Linked DNA regions of Mus musculus: all the other regions are linked to region 2. Evidence: chromatin contacts called from public Hi-C, HiChIP or PLAC-seq and promoter capture Hi-C data. All regions are on one chromosome and are shown on one strand. Each heading gives the region's core, a stretch centred on a gene start, on an enhancer-like site or on the middle of the called end of the contact. The rest is flanking DNA. Distances are from core to core; before and after follow the strand shown.

What was found. Promoter capture Hi-C pulls out the DNA fragments that hold promoters and counts their contacts. A called contact is a pair of places that touch in the nucleus more often than the background predicts. HiChIP or PLAC-seq counts read pairs in DNA pulled down with a chosen protein or histone mark.
Region 1: a Hi-C map of the N1E-115 cell line shows a contact between it and region 2, with 4 times the contacts expected there. The contact joins the enhancer-like site here to the promoter of Rcor3 in region 2. A contact is called at or near these places in 2 of 39 promoter capture datasets (the 3T3-L1 cell line and hippocampal neurons), 1 of 484 Hi-C or Micro-C datasets (the N1E-115 cell line) and 1 of 9 other capture datasets (pancreatic islet).
Region 3: a contact with region 2 is called in an H3K27ac HiChIP or PLAC-seq map of VIP interneurons, with 4 times the contacts expected there. The contact joins the enhancer-like site here to the promoter of Rcor3 in region 2. A contact is called at or near these places in 14 of 39 promoter capture datasets (the 3T3-L1 cell line, 3T3-L1-derived adipocytes, the C10 cell line and 9 more), 16 of 115 datasets of contacts at active chromatin or transcription factors (the NIH/3T3 cell line, T-cell acute lymphoblastic leukemia, VIP interneurons and 8 more) and 3 of 9 other capture datasets (adipose tissue, liver and pancreatic islet).
Region 4: a contact with region 2 is called in a promoter capture Hi-C map of the HPC-7 cell line, with 2.8 times the contacts expected there. The contact joins the enhancer-like site here to the promoter of Rcor3 in region 2. A contact is called at or near these places in 7 of 39 promoter capture datasets (the 3T3-L1 cell line, the C10 cell line, the HPC-7 cell line and 3 more), 1 of 484 Hi-C or Micro-C datasets (the HPC-7 cell line), 4 of 115 datasets of contacts at active chromatin or transcription factors (bone marrow-derived macrophages, embryonic forebrain, embryonic stem cells and 1 more) and 1 of 9 other capture datasets (liver).
Region 5: a contact with region 2 is called in a Hi-C map of bone marrow-derived macrophages, with 24 read pairs. The contact joins the enhancer-like site here to the promoter of Rcor3 in region 2. A contact is called at or near these places in 9 of 39 promoter capture datasets (the HPC-7 cell line, HPC-7-derived erythroid cells, embryonic stem cells and 5 more), 2 of 484 Hi-C or Micro-C datasets (the HPC-7 cell line and bone marrow-derived macrophages), 13 of 115 datasets of contacts at active chromatin or transcription factors (the SCID.adh cell line, acute myeloid leukemia, bone marrow-derived macrophages and 8 more) and 4 of 9 other capture datasets (adipose tissue, embryonic stem cells, liver and 1 more).

The regions. Positions count from the first base shown.
Region 1 is chr1:192,488,751-192,492,066 of GRCm38.p6, forward strand. All of the region lies in intron 10 of Kcnh1 (potassium voltage-gated channel, subfamily H (eag-related), member 1), which reads left to right. Among named protein-coding and RNA genes, the nearest start is that of Gm31011, 26 kb to the right of the region's middle. Within about 2 kb of position 1,556, at least 5 of the 459 cell types and tissues checked have an H3K27ac peak or open chromatin away from gene starts, as enhancers often do. A contact at or near this core is called in the N1E-115 cell line, where this site is marked.
Region 2 is chr1:192,136,776-192,140,371 of GRCm38.p6, forward strand. Rcor3 (REST corepressor 3) reads right to left here and starts at 1,265. Exons shown (of 12, transcript NM_001346740.1): 1 at 964-1,265; 2 at 658-714. The coding sequence starts at 1,123. It overlaps Gm10516 (predicted gene 10516), which reads left to right and starts at 123. Exons shown (of 4, transcript NR_033536.1): 1 at 123-286.
Region 3 is chr1:192,585,272-192,588,905 of GRCm38.p6, forward strand. The region is part of intron 10 of Hhat (hedgehog acyltransferase); the gene reads right to left. Among named protein-coding and RNA genes, the nearest start is that of Gm31011, 71 kb to the left of the region's middle. Within about 2 kb of position 2,375, at least 18 of the 459 cell types and tissues checked have an H3K27ac peak or open chromatin away from gene starts, as enhancers often do. A contact at or near this core is called in VIP interneurons, where this site is marked.
Region 4 is chr1:192,535,593-192,538,873 of GRCm38.p6, forward strand. All of the region lies in intron 11 of Hhat (hedgehog acyltransferase), which reads right to left. Among named protein-coding and RNA genes, the nearest start is that of Gm31011, 21 kb to the left of the region's middle. Within about 2 kb of position 1,794, at least 19 of the 459 cell types and tissues checked have an H3K27ac peak or open chromatin away from gene starts, as enhancers often do. A contact at or near this core is called in the HPC-7 cell line, where this site is marked.
Region 5 is chr1:191,847,616-191,851,041 of GRCm38.p6, forward strand. No RefSeq gene overlaps it. Among named protein-coding and RNA genes, the nearest start is that of Nek2, 28 kb to the left of the region's middle. Within about 2 kb of position 2,101, at least 17 of the 459 cell types and tissues checked have an H3K27ac peak or open chromatin away from gene starts, as enhancers often do. A contact at or near this core is called in bone marrow-derived macrophages and trophoblast stem cells, where this site is marked.

The DNA.
Region 1 (3,316 bases), core at 306-2,805, 350 kb after region 2:
AAAGTAGAGCTGCTCACTCTACTTTCTGAGCCACAAAACTTTGGCAATGGAGACCGGAGTCACCAGTATCTAGCTCTGGGACAGGATGGTTTTCTGTCATCTCTGGACTGGCCACAGGGCTCCCTGCAGCTGGGGAAGAGCCTGTCACTGGCCACTTGACAGAGACCACCATTACCCGTAGCTCACTCACTCCAGGACTGTGGTTTGTCAGCTTGGGCACAGATCTTTATAGGTTACTATACAGAGGTTAAAGTCCCAGGAAGATGCCCAAGGCTCCAGAACCTTCTGTGTACTTTATCAGTCCTTAGGTGATCCAACAAGAACAGCATGAGGCCACAGGCTGTGGGACAGCCCAGACAGGAAGACTGGGGACAGAGGGCTTCTCACAGGCCCACGGTGACAGTGCCTTCCCACAGGGGCTGTCCGGTCTTGCCTCAGTGGCCATCTTTACTTATTTTTAATGCCCCTACCCTCAGCCTGGTAGGGAATGGTAACATTAATGTCTCCAAGTGAGATAAATGCCCATTTCTAGAACAGATGTCACACCCAGGCTCCATCCACCTACCCCTCCCCAGCCTCCACCCCCCCCCCCACCTCTCTAGCTTCCATCCACTTCATTTCTCCAGCTTCCATCCACCCTCCTCCCCAGGCTCCATCCACCCCAGCTGCTTTCTGCCTCAAGTCCCAAACCCTGGCTGATCAGGGAGGGAAGAGGATCTGGGATTTGCAGCAGGGTAGAGAGTGCTCTGGATGCTTTGCTTGTGGGAAGAAAGGGTCCTGACCAGCTGTTCTTTATGTCTGGAGAGAAGCGAGAGTCTGGAATGGATTTAATTAGACAAAACTGACTACATGTCTATGCAGTTGACCATTAGCTGATTAAGTCCAGACATGGCCATTGAAGGACAGGGCAGCATGAGGGTCAGAGGAGCCTGGGTCCTGCCTCCCTCCCCTTGGCTCCCGTGTACTCATTATTCAAGGGAAGAAGGCTTGCCCATGCCCCAGTCTCAATGGAGGCAATGTGTGTGCCAGGCTCCTGTCAAGTAGAAAACATCAGCAAATGCCAGTTGTCAGCTGTTAATGGTGGGTGGAGGCATGGATGTCTCAACAGGGTGCTCTGGAAAGAAGAGACCTGCCTCTGGCTCTAGCCATGGGAGGAAACAAAAGAGCAGAGCCAGGAGTAGCTGGTGGAAGTATGGTATCAGGCCCAGAGATACAGATGATAACCTAAACATCTAAATGACCAGGAAGCCACGGTCCCTCCTCCTATTGAGACCCGGGGCAGGCTGCTCCCGTCTCCCTTCCGCTAGACTTCTCAGCAGGAAGGACCTCTACACTTCAGACTTGGTTTCAGGTGGCCCTGGAAGCTTCCCACCCTTGACCCAAGGGATTTGCATTGTGGTATCTGCCCAGTCAAGGGCGCCTCTGCCTGTCTGGGTGTTGCTTCCTTAAACCAGCATCTGAGCCTGTCATAGTCCCCAAATGATGTTATCTCTCAAAGTGCTGCCACATGACAGGGTTGTTCCTGCATTTCAGCTTGGAGCACCATCATTAACCTCCATCTTCCGCCTGCCTGGCTCATCTGGCTGCTGGTCTGTGTCCTGCTTAGGGGCTGGGCTGGTTCCTAATGGAACTGAACACTGAGATGTCAGGCTCAAGGAAGGGCATTTGAACAGGGGACTAATGACACAGGTGTTGTAGTGGGTGTTTGCTGTGCCACAGCACAGGGCAGCGTCCGGAAGGCAGCATTGATGCCCTCTGTAGTAACAACTGTTCTATGTCAGCACTCACATGCACCCTTCTTATAGTCTCCCTAGGAAGCAGACACCGTTACCCACAGTACAGATGGGAAATGGGTGTTTGGGAGGTTTCACAGAGTGCTGGCGATGCCCTGTGAGATGCTTGCTTCGAGAATTCCTCACCCACAGTGGAGGCTGTTACACGTCAGCAGGTGTGCCTTGGAGTGGTTTTAATTTACCCTTATTATGAGTGGGACTGAGCATCTTCCCGTGTGCTAAGCCACCATGACATTTCCTTTATGGTGGCCTTGCACCATCTTTGAATGCATTTAAAAACTGGAATAGAAAAGCTTTCTTCCTTATCAATCTCTAAAAGCAATATTTGGCTTATCAATTATAAATATATTTTTGCATTTTTTTGTTTGTCTTTTAACTAAAACATTTATTTATACTTCATGATTTCTGGGCACTTAGTTTAAAAGGACTCCAGTAGGCCTTTTAAACATTTAAATAATAAAACTGTAAAACCTGGGGTAGGAAGACCCAGGTCATCTATCTTTGCTTTCCTGGAAACTAAATAAAATCATACAAGACTTGTTTTGGTTTGGTTTGCTTAGTCAGAAGCTCTTAAGGACAAAATAAAATGTGGGAAAAAATGTAGCAGAAAGATGCTTTTAAACAAATTTCTGAAGAATATGTAAACAGAAGTGGTAATTGGTTTAGTAAAGGTGAGAAGCTATATGTGTGTGTGTGTGTGTGTGTGTGTGTGTGTGTGTGTGTATGTGTATATGTGTGTGTGTGTGTGTGTGTGTGTGTGTGTGTGTGTGTGTGTGTATGTGTGTGTGTGTGTGTGTGTGTGTGTGTGTGTGTGTATGTATATATATTCTATACTATACCAAGGCAGGGGGTGGAGTACTGGGTGGGGGTTGGAGTGGGGAGTAGGAGCTTATAAAAGGAGCCATGTCTGTTTCTTTGCTTTCCCCTATAAAACTCTAATCAAGGGTTGGTTGGAGAGATGTGGAGAGGGCTCAACTGTTTCACAGGACCCAAGTGAGGTTCCAGCACCCACAACAGGAGGCTCAACATGATCTGTAGCTCTAGGTCAGGGGATCTGACACCCTCTGGCTTCTGTAGAAAACAGCACACACGTGGTACGCATACATAAACTCATGTAGACACACATATATTCATTCAAATTTTAAAATTCATGCATTAATTAAAATAGGTAAATCTTTTATGTATATATTTAAAACCTCACCAGAATTGTAGCATTGGGGCACAAATCACTGTGGAATCTGGAGGGAAGCCTTAGCACTAAACCCAAGGGGTTATCCTGCTGTCCTGAGATGCAGGAGGAGCCATGGTTTCACATCCTCAGCTCACACCCAACAGATGTATCTATAGAATGAAATGGTTTACTCTGAAAAGAAATGATCAAAAATAAGACAGAGATTTGAGTTTTGAAAAATAACATGTCACAGAAATGTAAAACAACCCAAGGCCTGGAAGATAAGTCAGAGGAATCTTTTCCGAGAGTAATGAAAAGATAAGATTGAAGGAAAAGGGCAGAAGGGGAAGAA
Region 2 (3,596 bases), core at 15-2,514:
GTCTCCTTGGCAGCTGCTGCCGCTGTCCTGTGGTCTGGCTTCCCCGGGCTGGGTCGGCGCGCGGGGAGGGGTTGGGGGCGACCGGGGCGGTGTCGGGCACGGGCGTTTCCCCGCCCAGGTCCACACCGCCTCGGCAGAAAGAAAAACCAGGATCCCGTGTGCGCCGGGGTCGCAGGGCTCGCCCTTGGCTCGGGCTAATGACAGCAGGCGGTTGCCAAGCGTGGCCCTGCGGAGCCTGGCTGAGCCCCGGGTTCCCAGGGCGGGTCGGAGTGGCATCTGACCTGGGGTAGGTTCATGCACACACAGATCGCACGCCCTCTCCTGCAGCCCTTGGTTTTGCAGTCCCCACGCCCCGGGCCTCGGACCCGCGACCTCCGTGCGAAGCCACCAGCGTGCAAGTGCCGCGGGAGGGAACCATGTTCACCTTGCCATGCACACATCTACCCCCACGCCCTGTGTCACTGCCCAGCCGAGCCTGCCAGCCTCCCCGCCCGCGATGCCCTGCCCTGCCCTGCCCTGCCCTGGCCTCTCCTGGTGCGCCCCACACTCAACACCACGTAACTCCCTCCCATCCCGACGCCGGCCACCCCAGAGCAAGCCTGGGGGAAAAAAAAAGAGAGAGAGAGATGGGGTTTTCCTGTGAGCAAATATATCTACCTGGATCGAATTCAGGGATCCGAGCTTGGTATTCAGCTCCGACTCTCATCCCAACATCTGCAAAGCAATGCCAAGATATATGGTAAAATGGTAATAAATAAGGAGAGGAGAGGGGAAGGGCAAGGCAGAGACTCTCCAGCCGCGGGAGCGCGGGCGAGGCCGTGGCCGGGTGGGGGCGGGGAGGCGCGGGTCGCGGGCTGCGGCGGCACCGGGAGTTCCGGCGGCCGCGGCTCGGCTCCGAGGGGGAGGAGGGCGCGGGGAAGGGGGCCGGGCGGACGGGCGGGGGCGGGGAGCGCGGCGAGGTACCCCCGTGCTCGTCGTCGCTGCTGCAGCCGCTCTCGGGCTCCGAGAAGTGCAGCCCGCCGTTGGCCGAGGAGCCGCCGCCTCCCGCCGGGCTCTTGGCGCCGCCGTTGGCCGATCGGCTCTTCCCCAGTAACTCGGGCCCTTTCTCCATCATGCCGGGCATGGTAGAGGAGGGGGAGAGGTGGCGTCAGGGAAGGGGGAGACGGCTGGCGGGCGCGGGCGGGAGCGCGGAGGAGGAGGAGGAGGTGTTAATATGGAGCCGCCATCACCGCCCCGGTCGAGCCGTAGCGCAGTCGCCCCACACCGGCCCGCCCCGGCCCCGCCTCCCTCCCCTCCCCCGCCGCCGCCGCCCCGCGCCGTGCCACCCGGCCGAGCGCCCCTCGTGGCCGCGCGCTCCTCACTGGGCGGCCGCGATCACTCCGCCCTAGGGAGGTTCCGGCCGCGGGGCGGAGAGACCAGAGGGCCGGGACCCCGCGCGTCCCCAGCCGGCCGGTTCCCGGGCGCTCGAGGGCCGGGAGACGATGTGGAGGCCCCGGAGGCGGCATGGAGGGCGGGGAGGCGGCCTCTGCCCTGTCTCAGCTGAAGGAATTTGGCCTGCTGAGGCGGGGCCGCGGGGCGGGAGCTGCTCCCGTGACCGGGAACCCGGGATGGCGGTCTCAGGAGCTGCTCCGGTGAGGAGCGGCGGGGATGGCGGCCTTTGACAGGAGCTATGAGGATGGCGGCCTTGGACCGGAGCAGCTCCGGTGACGCGGGCAGGGGTTGGCGGCCTCAGACAGGAGCTGCTCCCGCGAGGTGCGCCCCGGGGTAGGAGCTGGGTCCTCCGGTTGGAGGCAGGATCGGTTCACTCCGGAATGAGACCGGCCCTAAAGACCTGGCGAGGCAGCTCCTCTCTGCTGTGAGGTCCGAGAGGGACTGAAAGGGCAGTATTTCCACTTGGCTCTTTCCCTTTTGCTGTCTAAGAAGCGAATGCCACGAGTGGGGAAATAAATAACCGAACTCTACCTTCCCCGGGCCAGTGCTATCTGGGTCGACACTGCCTGGGGTGGTGGCTCAGAGCAATTCTGGAGAGGGTGGAGAGAGAAGTGCTCTGCAGAGAGGTGCTGCTGCTGCAGAGAAAGGTGAGGCCAGCTGCCTTCTGGCAGTTTGCACCCAGTTGAAGATTGGCTGGACTGTATTTCTTCCCCAGATTTAAGGATATTTGCTTATGACATACTGTCTGGGCAAGGAGGACGATTTGTGTCTCAGGAGTAAAGGGGGGGGGGAGTTGCTTAATATACAGATGTGTGTCCTGCAGAATTTGGGGGTAACAGTAAAATTACCTTGAAGGTTAAAACTGTTCTTTGGAATTCTGTTACTGAGAAATAACAGACCTACTCAAGAATTCAGCCAAGAAAACTCTGGGATACAAGAATTAGGCCGGTCATCTGTCTAAAGGAGGGAGTATTTTGTCCGGGTGGAGAAACAGTACTGGTACTGGAAATAGTTGATTTTTAGCTCTATATGTGTCCATTAATTTTTGAACCACAACTCAACCTCCCCTCCCGTTTTATTTTTTGAGACAGGATTTCTATGTGTACTTCTGGCTGTCCTGGAACTCACAGAGATCCGCTTGCCTCTGTCTTCTGAGTGCTGGGAGTAAAGAGCTGCACCACCACACCTAGCATCGGTTCCTTTTTTTAAAAAACACATTGCTGAAGGATATTTTAAGTCTGATTTTTATTTTCTGCAAGGAGAAATGTTATGGACAACTGAAATGATATTTTATTTTTTACATTCCAACCTCTAATGAACACGACTCATCTCAGCCCTGTCACATCAGCTCCTTTGATCCTGGAGTACAAAAGCTAGAGCCTATAAAAAGAAAATTCAAGAAAAAAAAAAACCACAAAACAAAATAGAGGCCTCTTAATAGATACACTTTTTAACTCTGAAATAGTGCTGATTCACTTTTCTGTAGAAAAGAATCTGCGTCTAGATTAGGGATCAAAAGTTTCAAGGGCTTTTGGGACTATTTTGATTAGTAGAATCTTGGCAGTAAAATGATTCTACTGGAATATTTAGACCAAAGACTGCATTCACCTTTGGGGAAGGATTTTGGCGTGAAGGGATGTGTGTGTGTGTGTTTAAGGAAAACAAATTTCTGTTTTGCTTTTAAGAAAAGGAAAGCACTCTAAACTTGCCTGGTTGAGAAGGGTGATTGTAGTGGACCTTAAAATGGTCTCTTCCCAGATAAGACATTACAGAACAGAAAAGCCCTAGGTAGAAATCTGGAAGAATGTCTACTTCTGTTTGGAGAGGAGGAAAGCCCCTGGGCGGAGAAGAGAGCTTTAGGGGTTAATAATATCTCTTGAGATGGGTTGAAGGGGGGGGGGCACTACTGGTCTGTTGAGTATTTAAATTAACTCCATTTTAAGGTTTTCTCAAGAGTTACAAAGACCAAACATAAGGCAAAGGTCGGGGATTAGCTAAGTTGTATGTTGCCTGGGCTTCTCTTTGATATCATGTGAATTCCAGAAGCAAGGATACAGGAGAAACTTTGTTTCAAATAAGACAACGTTTAGAAGGCCAAGGGATCAAGATCAGTTATCTTTTGGGATGACTTCTATCTAGCAATGAGTCTTGGAGAAGATACCCAA
Region 3 (3,634 bases), core at 1,125-3,624, 450 kb after region 2:
ACTGCCAGAGAAATTGCAACAAAACCCCATATCAGATACCAACTGTGTGAGGTAAAAGAAGACAGTTTTAAAGACACAAAAGGTCTCTTGAATGTATTTCCCAGCATTCTTCTCTAAGAAAGATACTAAAGGGTGTGTCCCAGCAAATCACCCAGTAGGGTGTGTGTGGAGTACAGCTGGAGTACAGTGGCAAGCTGTCCCTGGGCAACAGGAACAGGATGTAGCAAGGAGACAGGAAGATCAGACATCTGACAGACAGCAGGTCTAAAGGGCAGTGGTACCCACAGAAAGAGGAGATAAGAGCTTCAGGAAGGGCCATCAGAAGTCAGCTGACCATCTGACCATGGGGATTTCCATCTGAGGGAGTTTGCACTCCAACAGGAGAGTCTGGAAAGAAGTAGTGATGGCAACCTGGTCAGTCCAGCAAAGAGGATACAAGCTGAGGTGGGGAGCAGGCCAACAATGTTTCCATCCTGGCAGACTCCACTGGTAACAATGTAAACACACTGAGAGACAGGGAAATACATCTCACCCAGAAACCCACTGCCTCTATAGGTCAAAGGTAACGAATGAGTTAGTATAGATTTTTTTAAAATGGGTGTAAAAACGGGAAAACTAAGAGAATTCAAAGTTACTGTTAGGGAATGGATGTGGGAGTTGGGGGTGTGACATCTGTGATATCACACCCTCACTGAACAACACCTCTTGTCAAGTAGAGCCAGCAGACATCATGGTGGTTCCCTAAGAGTCTGTCTCCTGGTGATATGACAGCCATTCAGTTTGTACAAGTTCACACTATAAAGTTCACATCATTATAAAATATCTACATCTCCATCCTTAAGTTACATGTGACTATCTGCCTCTGTGAGCCCCAATTCACTTAGATTGATCTTTCAGATTAGTTATCTCATCCACAACTGTGTGGGCCTACAATTAAAGTTCAAGTTTTGGAGCCTTGAGAGAGAGCTTTGAGGGTCAAGTGCTTGTCATGCGAGTGAAACATTCTAAGTTTAGATCCCCAGAACCTATGTAAGAGGCTGGGCACAGCATTGCCTGTGACCTCTGCACTGGGAAAGCAGTGATAGGGCAGGGGGTTGAGCCTGACAGCAAGCCAGCCTTGCCAAACTGGTGAGCTCCTGGTTCAGGGAGAGACTCTGTCTCAAAAACTAAGGCATATACCCAGCATGGTCCTCTAGAATCCACATGCACATACACTCATATGTGCATGAGTAAATACATTCAGAAATACACCTCTCTCTCTCTCTCTCTCTCTCTCTCTCTCTCTCTCTCTCTCTCTCACACACACACACACACACATACACACAGAGAGAGAGAGAGAGAGAGAGAGAGAGAGACATCACACACAACACACACATCACACACACATCACATACATGGCTCACACACATCACTTACACACACATCACATCACACACATACTTTATAACTTGTTCAAGAGCTGGAATGTCACTTAGTCACTTAATGTGCACAAGCAGCCAAGACACGCAGAGCAGATGGTCATGTGCTTCATATGGGGTAGGAGGGACTTATCCAGGAATATCATTTGTGTCTGAAATTTAGGATGCTCCGAGGAGATCACATAGAACTGCATTCAACTTCCACAGAGTAGAGCTAAATACTTGCCTTTCCCTGTCTCCAGTCCCCTCAACTGTGAACCTCGAGTATGAACCGACCTAGAAGGGCTGAAGCAATTATTAAGTATAACACTTTGAAAGAACCCCAGTCAGTGTCCATCTTGTCTCATCTGTAATCAAAGCTGGGAGCTACAACAGCCCCAGGTATCTTGTCCCTCAGAATGACAACTCTACCCTCCAACCTCCGACACAAATAAGATATGTGAGTCCACCCTGCTAGTCTTCCTCTGACTGAACCACAGTACAGGCTCTCTGTGCAGAAGTAGAAACCATAGTATACACAGCACAGGTGTCACCCTCAGAGGAGACAAGAAGCAGTGACTTCCATTGCTGCTTTTCTGTGCTCCTGTATACTGATGAGTAAGTCTCATGACATATATGCCTTATCCTTCACCTTCCCCTCACAGGGCAAGAATGTTTTCTTATCATGGCATTGCACCAACAATGCCATTACTCCAACACCATCACTTTCAAGAGCACAGCCAGCTTGGTGAAGGCCCTGCATCTTTTATACTGTGGTCTTTTCTGTCACCCTCATAAGAGACAGTCAAGGGTCATTCTGTCATTGACTCCAACCTGCTACAGGAACAGGGCCAACAGCAGAGGAAACAAGACTCAACTTAAAGCGCGTTCTTCACTTTGTGTGGGTAGCTACAGGCACGCGGCTGCCAGCCCAGCTCATCTCAAACAAGGCCAGCAGCTGCTCGGCGTGCTTTTTTAAGCGGAGTTTATTTCTAGGTCTTTGGAGAGATGTGAGACACTTTAGAAGGATTTTATTTTAGGAGTCCTATGCTCCGTGCCTTCTCAAAGCTTTAAAATGAGCACTCAAACATGCAATACACACAGAAGCGCAGCACACACACATATAAACACATAAAAATATACTGCACTTAGTATGAGCATATTACTTAGGGAATAAGCAAAGGGCCCAACAACAGGAATCTTGGCGGCTCCAGCCCTGCTGTTTCCAGTAGATAATTTGAATTTGGAGGGTAAGAAAAGAGACTCAGCCTTAGGAAGGAAACCCAGAGAGAGCTTTCAGTGGGTATGTTACAAGAGCTTTTTTCCCCCATGAGGCACTGCTCTGCAAGTCTGTGTTTCGCTCTCAGCTAGGACAACAGTGGCAGGAGAGCAGGAGACCTGTCCTGCTGTAGCTGAGCTGGTGGGAAAAGGAGCTGAAGCCACAAGTCAGTCTTCCAGGAGAAACCAGATGCTGTCCTAAAGCCTCCCTCCAGGGCAGCCTCAGCAAAGGGAAGTCTATGGAGGCTGACATATCTGAGCTGAAGGGGAATTGTTCTCAGAGTTCTACCTGTAAACCAGAGAGGGTGAGACCTGGGCTTCGGATTGCCACTGAGAAGAAAATACATAGGCAACGGTTTGCACAGCCGTTTCCAGCTTTATTAATGATGCCATGGTGGGGAGACCACAGACGGGGCACCAACCAGTCATGCCCACCAAGGAACATGCTGTTTATAAGAATAGGCCTGCTCTAGCCTTTGGAGCTATTCCAGCGTGTTGGTCTGACATATGGTATTAATATATTAATTTAACATGTTTGTTTGGTTAAGGACTTTGCATTTCCAGATTTCTAAGTGTGACACTCAAGCCCTTTACATGGAGACCTTTTGGTCTTTCCAGTTGCCTTTCATGTCATGTTAGTCTCTGGACTTCAACAAGCAGCCAGGATCCCAATTTAAGTTGTGTGTTACAGGGCCAGGCTTCTCCCTCCTGATGATCCAGTGCTGCTGCTAACTCATCAGGGCTCTGCCCAAGTCAAGCCCCTTGGGAACCAAGAGCTCAGCTCACATCAACTCCTTTCCTCATGAACATCAATGTTCTAGAGGCTTCTCTCTGGGTATAGTGCATACACACCTTCTTCTGGTCCTCAGCTGGCTTGCATACAGCATTCCTCTCAACTACACCAAAGGCTGCAGGGAGAGAGATGTCACTCACCACTCTTAGCTTCTGATAGCCCTCTA
Region 4 (3,281 bases), core at 544-3,043, 400 kb after region 2:
TCCGAGGGCTAGAGTCCATGAGCATCATGGCAGCAATGAGGAACAGACAGGCAGGCAAAGTGCTGGAGCAATAGCTGAGAACTTACATCCTGATCCACAGCCACCAGCAAACTGGGAACGGGGTGAGCTTTGGAAACTTCAAAGCCTGCCCCCACTATCATCTTTCCACCAGCAAGACCACACCTCCTAATCCTTCCCAAATGGTTCCACCAACTGAGAACCAAGCATTCAAACATATGAACCTATGGGGACCATTCTCATCCAAACATCATACAAGACAATTTTTAATCATAAGTTATGATCTGAGAGTACATTGAGGAGTGCAGACCTCTCGAAATGAGGCCTGAGCTGACAGAAGCCATCTAAGAAAGGCTATGGCAAGTGAGTGAGTTTTTTGGAGATGGCCCACCATTTTGCATGGCTGTGATGAGTTTGCTCTGAAATGCAGGGTCCTCAAGAGACTTCATCCCAGGATTGCTTATTGTTGCTGATATGCCTTTCCTGTCACTATTATATGACCTAATGATTCCTAGATATCAGCCCACCCTATTAGACAAATTTTCTTCAGAATCAGTATGAAGATGTACTTTTATATAGACAAATTGATGATTTCATTATCCCTGATAATGATTTCATAGGATTCTTAAATTGATACAAGTAATCTCAAGACCCTTATAGAATAAAAGCTACAAATAGAGCTCTGTAAACCTTCATGTGTCATGGGCTAATTGCATTAGGAAAAGAAAGCAGGCTTGGAACAAATCTGTGATCAAGGAAAACATTCCTCCTAGGTTAGGTTTTCAGAGTAGCACACATTTTCTACCTCCCTGAATACCTCTGAATGGCTGTACATGGTCTCTAGATGCTTCAGCCATCAGCTCTGTTACATTTAGAGTCTGTCCATTAAGATAAATAAAAGTACTCCGTTTTCATCCAAAGCTGCCTGTTAGAATAAACAGTGATGCTAATGAGGTGTCCCATGAAAGCCACTGTGTGCAGGCAGCTCATATAAAACCTGTGATCTTCCACTAACTTCTGCATCACCAACTTCCACTGGAAGATATGAGTCACTTTCCACATGAGTGGAACACTCCAGAACATGTCAGAATACAACACCTAGTTACTTCTCCATGAATATAAATAATTTTCAAACTTACCACTGATTAGTAGTTTTCTGTTTTATTGTTCTAAATAAATCAAGGATAAACCAGATGCTATAGAAATTTACATATATTTGATGCAATTTCAAAAACTAAAACTTTTTTTTTGAAGAAGTTGGTAAGACAGTGCGTGTGAAGCAATAAGTGCTGAGAACTATTAGAATAAGCTTGACAATGCTGAAGAGGGAAGACGGTCATCTTGACTTGGCAGTGACCGAATTATACAACCTCACTAGGAACAGTATTGACCCAACACTGTAACTGCACATCTGTAGAGAGAGGATGGCTTTTTCAAGGAAAGTTCTGGGTAAATCTGATGTCCAAGGTGACCCCCTCCAAATTTTGATCTTAATCTCATAATATTCTACGAAATTAATCCCAAACAAATTTGAGACCAAAGTGAAAAAAAGAAGCAAAGTAAAGCTTCTAAAACTGAAACAGAGAGATCTCTGTGACCATGGGCAGGCTTCCTACGCGGTGCACAGAAAATGCTAACAGTGACGGAAATAATTCATAAATGAGACTTGACAGAGTGAGAAAGCGCTGTCATCTGCAAACATCATTACAGCGGGGTGGGAGGAAGAGGCTACTGTGCTAGTTTAGATGAGGAAATGACAAATGTCCCCTATAGTCTTGCACATTTGTCTTGGTTCCCTGTTGGTGGCTGGGAATGATTATGGGGAAGTACGTCATGGTCCAGGGGCTGGCAGCAGGCTTTGAGGGTAAACAGGGTCGTCTGCTTTCAGTTAGTGCTCTCTGCTTGATGCAGTGGGAGAAGTAAGCTCTCACCTTCCTGCTCTGGCTGCTATGCCCACCACCTGCAGCCTGCCCGCCTGCAGCTCACCCACCCACCCACTACCATGACAGACTCTTAACCCTCTGGGACAGTAAACTCAAATTTCTTCTGTGAGTTGCTTTGTTCATAGTGTCTTATCAACAGCAATAGAAAAGTAACTATACTAGAGCTACAGCGTAGAAAGAAATAATAAATAACACTACAAAAACTGTTACACAAAATCTAGACAAAAAAAAATGCCCAGGGGCTGAGGAGATGGCTCAGTCAAGGAAGTGCTTGTCACACAAGTATGGAGAGTGTTGGGTTTCTATACAGTGTCTTAAGGTGGGCACAGACTGAGGGGCACATTACCACCTCCTGCTTCTCTCTGGAGTCGAGCATTTGCTGCAATGCCACCTGCTTATCCCACTCATGCCTGATCACCTCACTTCCCAAAGTGTCCCTCTCTCAACCTATAAAAATCCAGTAAATTGATGAGCAAAATTCTGATATTAAATGGTATGTGTCTAAACGTGGGTGCTTATCATTGTGATGAACTGCTCTGGACTATTTTCCTGCCTAGGTCTATGGTCTAGGTCTTCTCCAAGAATTCCTGGGTGTGCTAGACTGAGACACAGAATAGTCAAAAGAGTATTACCTATGTCAGTTCTTCCAGTCTGAAGAAATGGGTACTTGTGGGGTACAGGAAGGGAAAGCAGAAATTTCCCATGCTATTATCCAAAGCAGCCATCAGTTACAATAGTTACAATTTGCAGATCGGCTACAATAGTTTCCCTCAGCTACAATAGTTACAATTTGCAGATCAGTTACAATAGTTTCTCCCAAGTGATACACTGGAATCACTGAGGTGCTCTCTACAGTAAAGGCTCCTGGGGCCATCCTAAGCTGCTCCATCAGAATCTCCTACAGGTAAGAGCAAAGTGACCACATTTTAAATAAGCTGTTCAGGTGAGGCTGAAAGACAGAGTATACAACAGCTGTGTTGGAGGCGGGGTAAGAGAACAGCTGACACCACAGCAATGAATGGTGGCACTGAGGGGATAGACTCATGACAGAAGCTGCTCAGAACAGGTCAACCTCAAAATCATCAACATTGTGTAAATAATTAGGAACACAGCTACTAGGCATCCAACCTGCACGAAGCCACATGCAGAAGGCAGCAGCGAGTTAGACATATTAACACTGAGTTCTCATGGTTTTCTACACACTACCCTAAAGATCCAGCAGGGCCAAGATGTGGTCCTGGCACCCCTGCCTCCTCTGTAAGTCTTGATCTGTCTAATGGTCTTCACTTCTAGGTGTCCATCTGTTTCTGGATAGATTGA
Region 5 (3,426 bases), core at 851-3,350, 290 kb before region 2:
GCAAAATGAAGTTGCTAATATCAAATTCTTACAAAAATGCACACATGAAAGTATAAAGCCAGGAGACATGAAGAAGTGAGCCTCCTGAACTCATGCTTGGTGAGATGAACTATCAGTGAAGACAGTTGGTCAGCACTGCAACATGACAGAGGCGCCTACTGTGAGGACGTCTGTCCAACCACTGTCCACAGTGGTCTGCTGCCATCTTTGCCACAAGTCCTTGGATACCTTGGTATTCATCTTTGAAGCTAAGAATTATTGCTTCAAAGTAACTTTCATAACTTCAGATTGCTCTTACCTCTAACCTCGTCCCCCTGAAGACACAGTGGGTTATGTCTGTGAGCTCCACATAGCCATGTTCATGTTTATCCACACGTAAGCCCCATTATTCTCTCTCTGTTATGCTAAGATTGATTGATCCTGGCTGGGCCAAGTAGAGGTAGGGGGATTATGAGTGCCAGGCCAGCGTCGGCTACATAGTGAGGTCTTGTCTCAAAATATATAAAACAAACAAACAAACAAACAAACAAACAAAAGCTGGCCCTGGTGGCTTTTAATTCCACTCCAGAGATAGAAGTAGGAAGATCAGGCATTCAGAGATATTGAAGTAGAAACTTATGTGTTCTTTGGAAAGTCAGTTGTGTTGGGTGGTGTTTTGCTGGGGCAAACATGTGAAGGGGCGTTTTGTTAAAGTGGACATCGGTGAAAGGCACACTTGTAAAAGAACATTTTACTGAAGCAGACACAGGAGAAAGGATGTTGTGCTAAAGCAAGCATGTGAACAGACACCTGATGGGGGAGTCTTTACTAACGATTGCCTGTATTGGTCTGACTTTACATTGCATAGTTGATCTCCATTTGTTGGGATTTCACTGAGAGAAATGTGCCAAAAAACAGTGGTGTACTGCCATTTCCTAGGGCTCAGGCTGATTGGCAGAGTGATGTCAGCTGAGACAGACGCACGTGCCAACGACACCTGTGGATGACATGTGATGTTTGGAGGGTATAAACAGGACTTGACGGACTGTGATGGAGGCTGAGCTTGGCTTGCTTATAGAGCTAACTGTGCAATGCTTGTGGGTCTCATGTCTTCGCTGATCTTCACTTTGCTTTGCTGAGGCACAGCCAAGAACCTCTCCTGGCATCCTCCAGGTCTCACCTGCTGACTTGTGCCTAGGCTGTGGTCTGGCTGTCTCTGTTAGGTCATGCCACTGCGGCTGCTAACCTGACTCTACCAAACTGGACTGCTGGTGTATCTGTGAAGTGTTCACAAATGGACTGAGCTGCTGTTGCTAGCCTGTGAACTGAACTGCTGATTTCTAGACAACACAGATGGGAATTGCTCTAAAGAACCATTTCTAAATAGGTCCGCTTCCACTGTATCCTTTCTTTCCACTCCCTCTGGTGGGTGGTGGGTTACAAGGGAGATTAAAGCATTTAAGAACCATCATTAAATGTAGACTTTGAAAAAAATTAAAAGTTACAAGCTATTCTTGGCTACATAGTGACTCAGGTCAGCCTGAGGTCCATGAGACTGTCTCTGAATAAAAACTATGTATTATATGACACATATCATATATTATATATAGGTATATACTGATCCTAGTTGAGGATATGGGTCAGTGCCTAAATGCACGGGGTCTTTGGTTTGGTCTTTAACAGCTACCCTTTAGCTCATGGATGGAAGATGAGTTTCTACAACCCTTTGGCTTTTCATTGTGTCTTCCTCTGCTCCTGAGGAGCGAGGCTGCCTATAAAGGTAAGCCAGGGTATGAAGGGGACAGCTGAATGGATTGCCAGAACGAAGCTGAGCCATGGCCTGAGCTGACCCTGAAGGGTCAGTGCACTTCCTTCAGCTGGCAAGTCTGTGAAATGGGGTTATTCGTTGTCAAATAAGAGTTTTAGCTTTGTGGAACTGTGAGCTTGCTATTGGACACTGTCTGGTTTTGGAACTGCTAGGAAAACAAAACTGAGAAGAACCACATGAGGAGAAGACAGAAGAAGGAAGTAAAACATGCGTTGAACCAGATTTAAGTAAGTGTGCAAACGTGAGTGGCTTCTGACCAGCGCAAGTGACTACCACAGTGATCTGTGAGGAAAGAGCAGGAGGCTGGGTCACATGACAAAGTCTCCTTTCTCACACAGCACCAATGCTGACCTTCAAGGGCTGACTGAAAGGAAAAAATCGGGTTTTCTGTTACATTTGTTGTGTAAGTTCTGTGTGGATATTTAGAGAAAAAAAAAACCCAAATTATGACATTGTAAAGATGGTGCAGTGGTTAAGAGCACTGGCTGCTCTGCCAGAGGTCCTGAGTTCAATTCCCAGCACCCAGGACCTGAGTTTGATCTATGTAAATAGCATGGTTGGGTGTGCTTATAATTCCAGAGCTGGAGAGGCAGAGGGGGGCAGACTCCTGGGGTTCTGAGGAATGGCACCCGAGGCTAACCTTTCTCCTCTATGTACACACACACACAGAGAAACAGAGAGAGAGGACAGTCAGAGACAGAGGAGGAGAGCCGGGGGGGGGGGGGGGGGGGAGAAGGAAGGGAAAGAGAAAAAAGTCACAAACTGAATTGTAGCCCTGGGATATTTCCCAGCTGAGTCACCTGGGAAAATCTAATGGTCCCTAGGCCTCTGTTTCTTCATCTGTGGAACGGGTTGAAGCAAATATTGTCAGAATGGAATCACTGAAAAAAAGAAAGTGGAGTCTTGCGGTCTTGAGGAAGGACTGCTCAGCGTGACTGCTTCTGTCTCAGGCCAACTGTGAACTTGCACAGAACCTACTGCACCTCATGCAGGCCCTGCCAGGATGCTCACTCAGCAAGACTGTCCAACCTCTGACTGACGTCACTCCTGTTATCCATCATTGTGGCTGACACTTATTGCTGCTTCAAAATACCTGATGCAGCCGGGTGTGGTGGCACACACCTTTAATCCCAGCACTCGGGAGGCAGAGGCAGGCGGATTTTTGAGTTTGAGGCCAGCCTGGTCTACAAAGTGAGTTCCAGGACAGCCAGGGCTACACAGAGAAACCCTGTCTCGGGGAAAAAAAAATACCTGAGGCAATCTTCCTCGATTTTATCTTTAAAAGCTCTCCCATAAGCATGAAGATGGCTCTGTGAGTAAGTGTGTGTGCCACCAACCCTGACCTCAGTCTGTCGTCCCTGCAACCCACACAGGGTGGGGGTGGGGGACAGAGAGGGCAGGGAAGAGACAATATTAAGTTAATACTCAGTAGCTGCCGACTATATGTGAGTCACCATGAGCTACTTTATGGGCAAGGCAGTGTTCCACATCCACAGACGTCAGGAACTCCATATGGTGGAGACCATGCTGCTTACGGCAGGTCACACCAGGAAGTAGCAGAGCTGAGACTCCAACTCTGACTGGTTGAGTTCTGTGAGTCCTGAACCAAGCCCTACTTT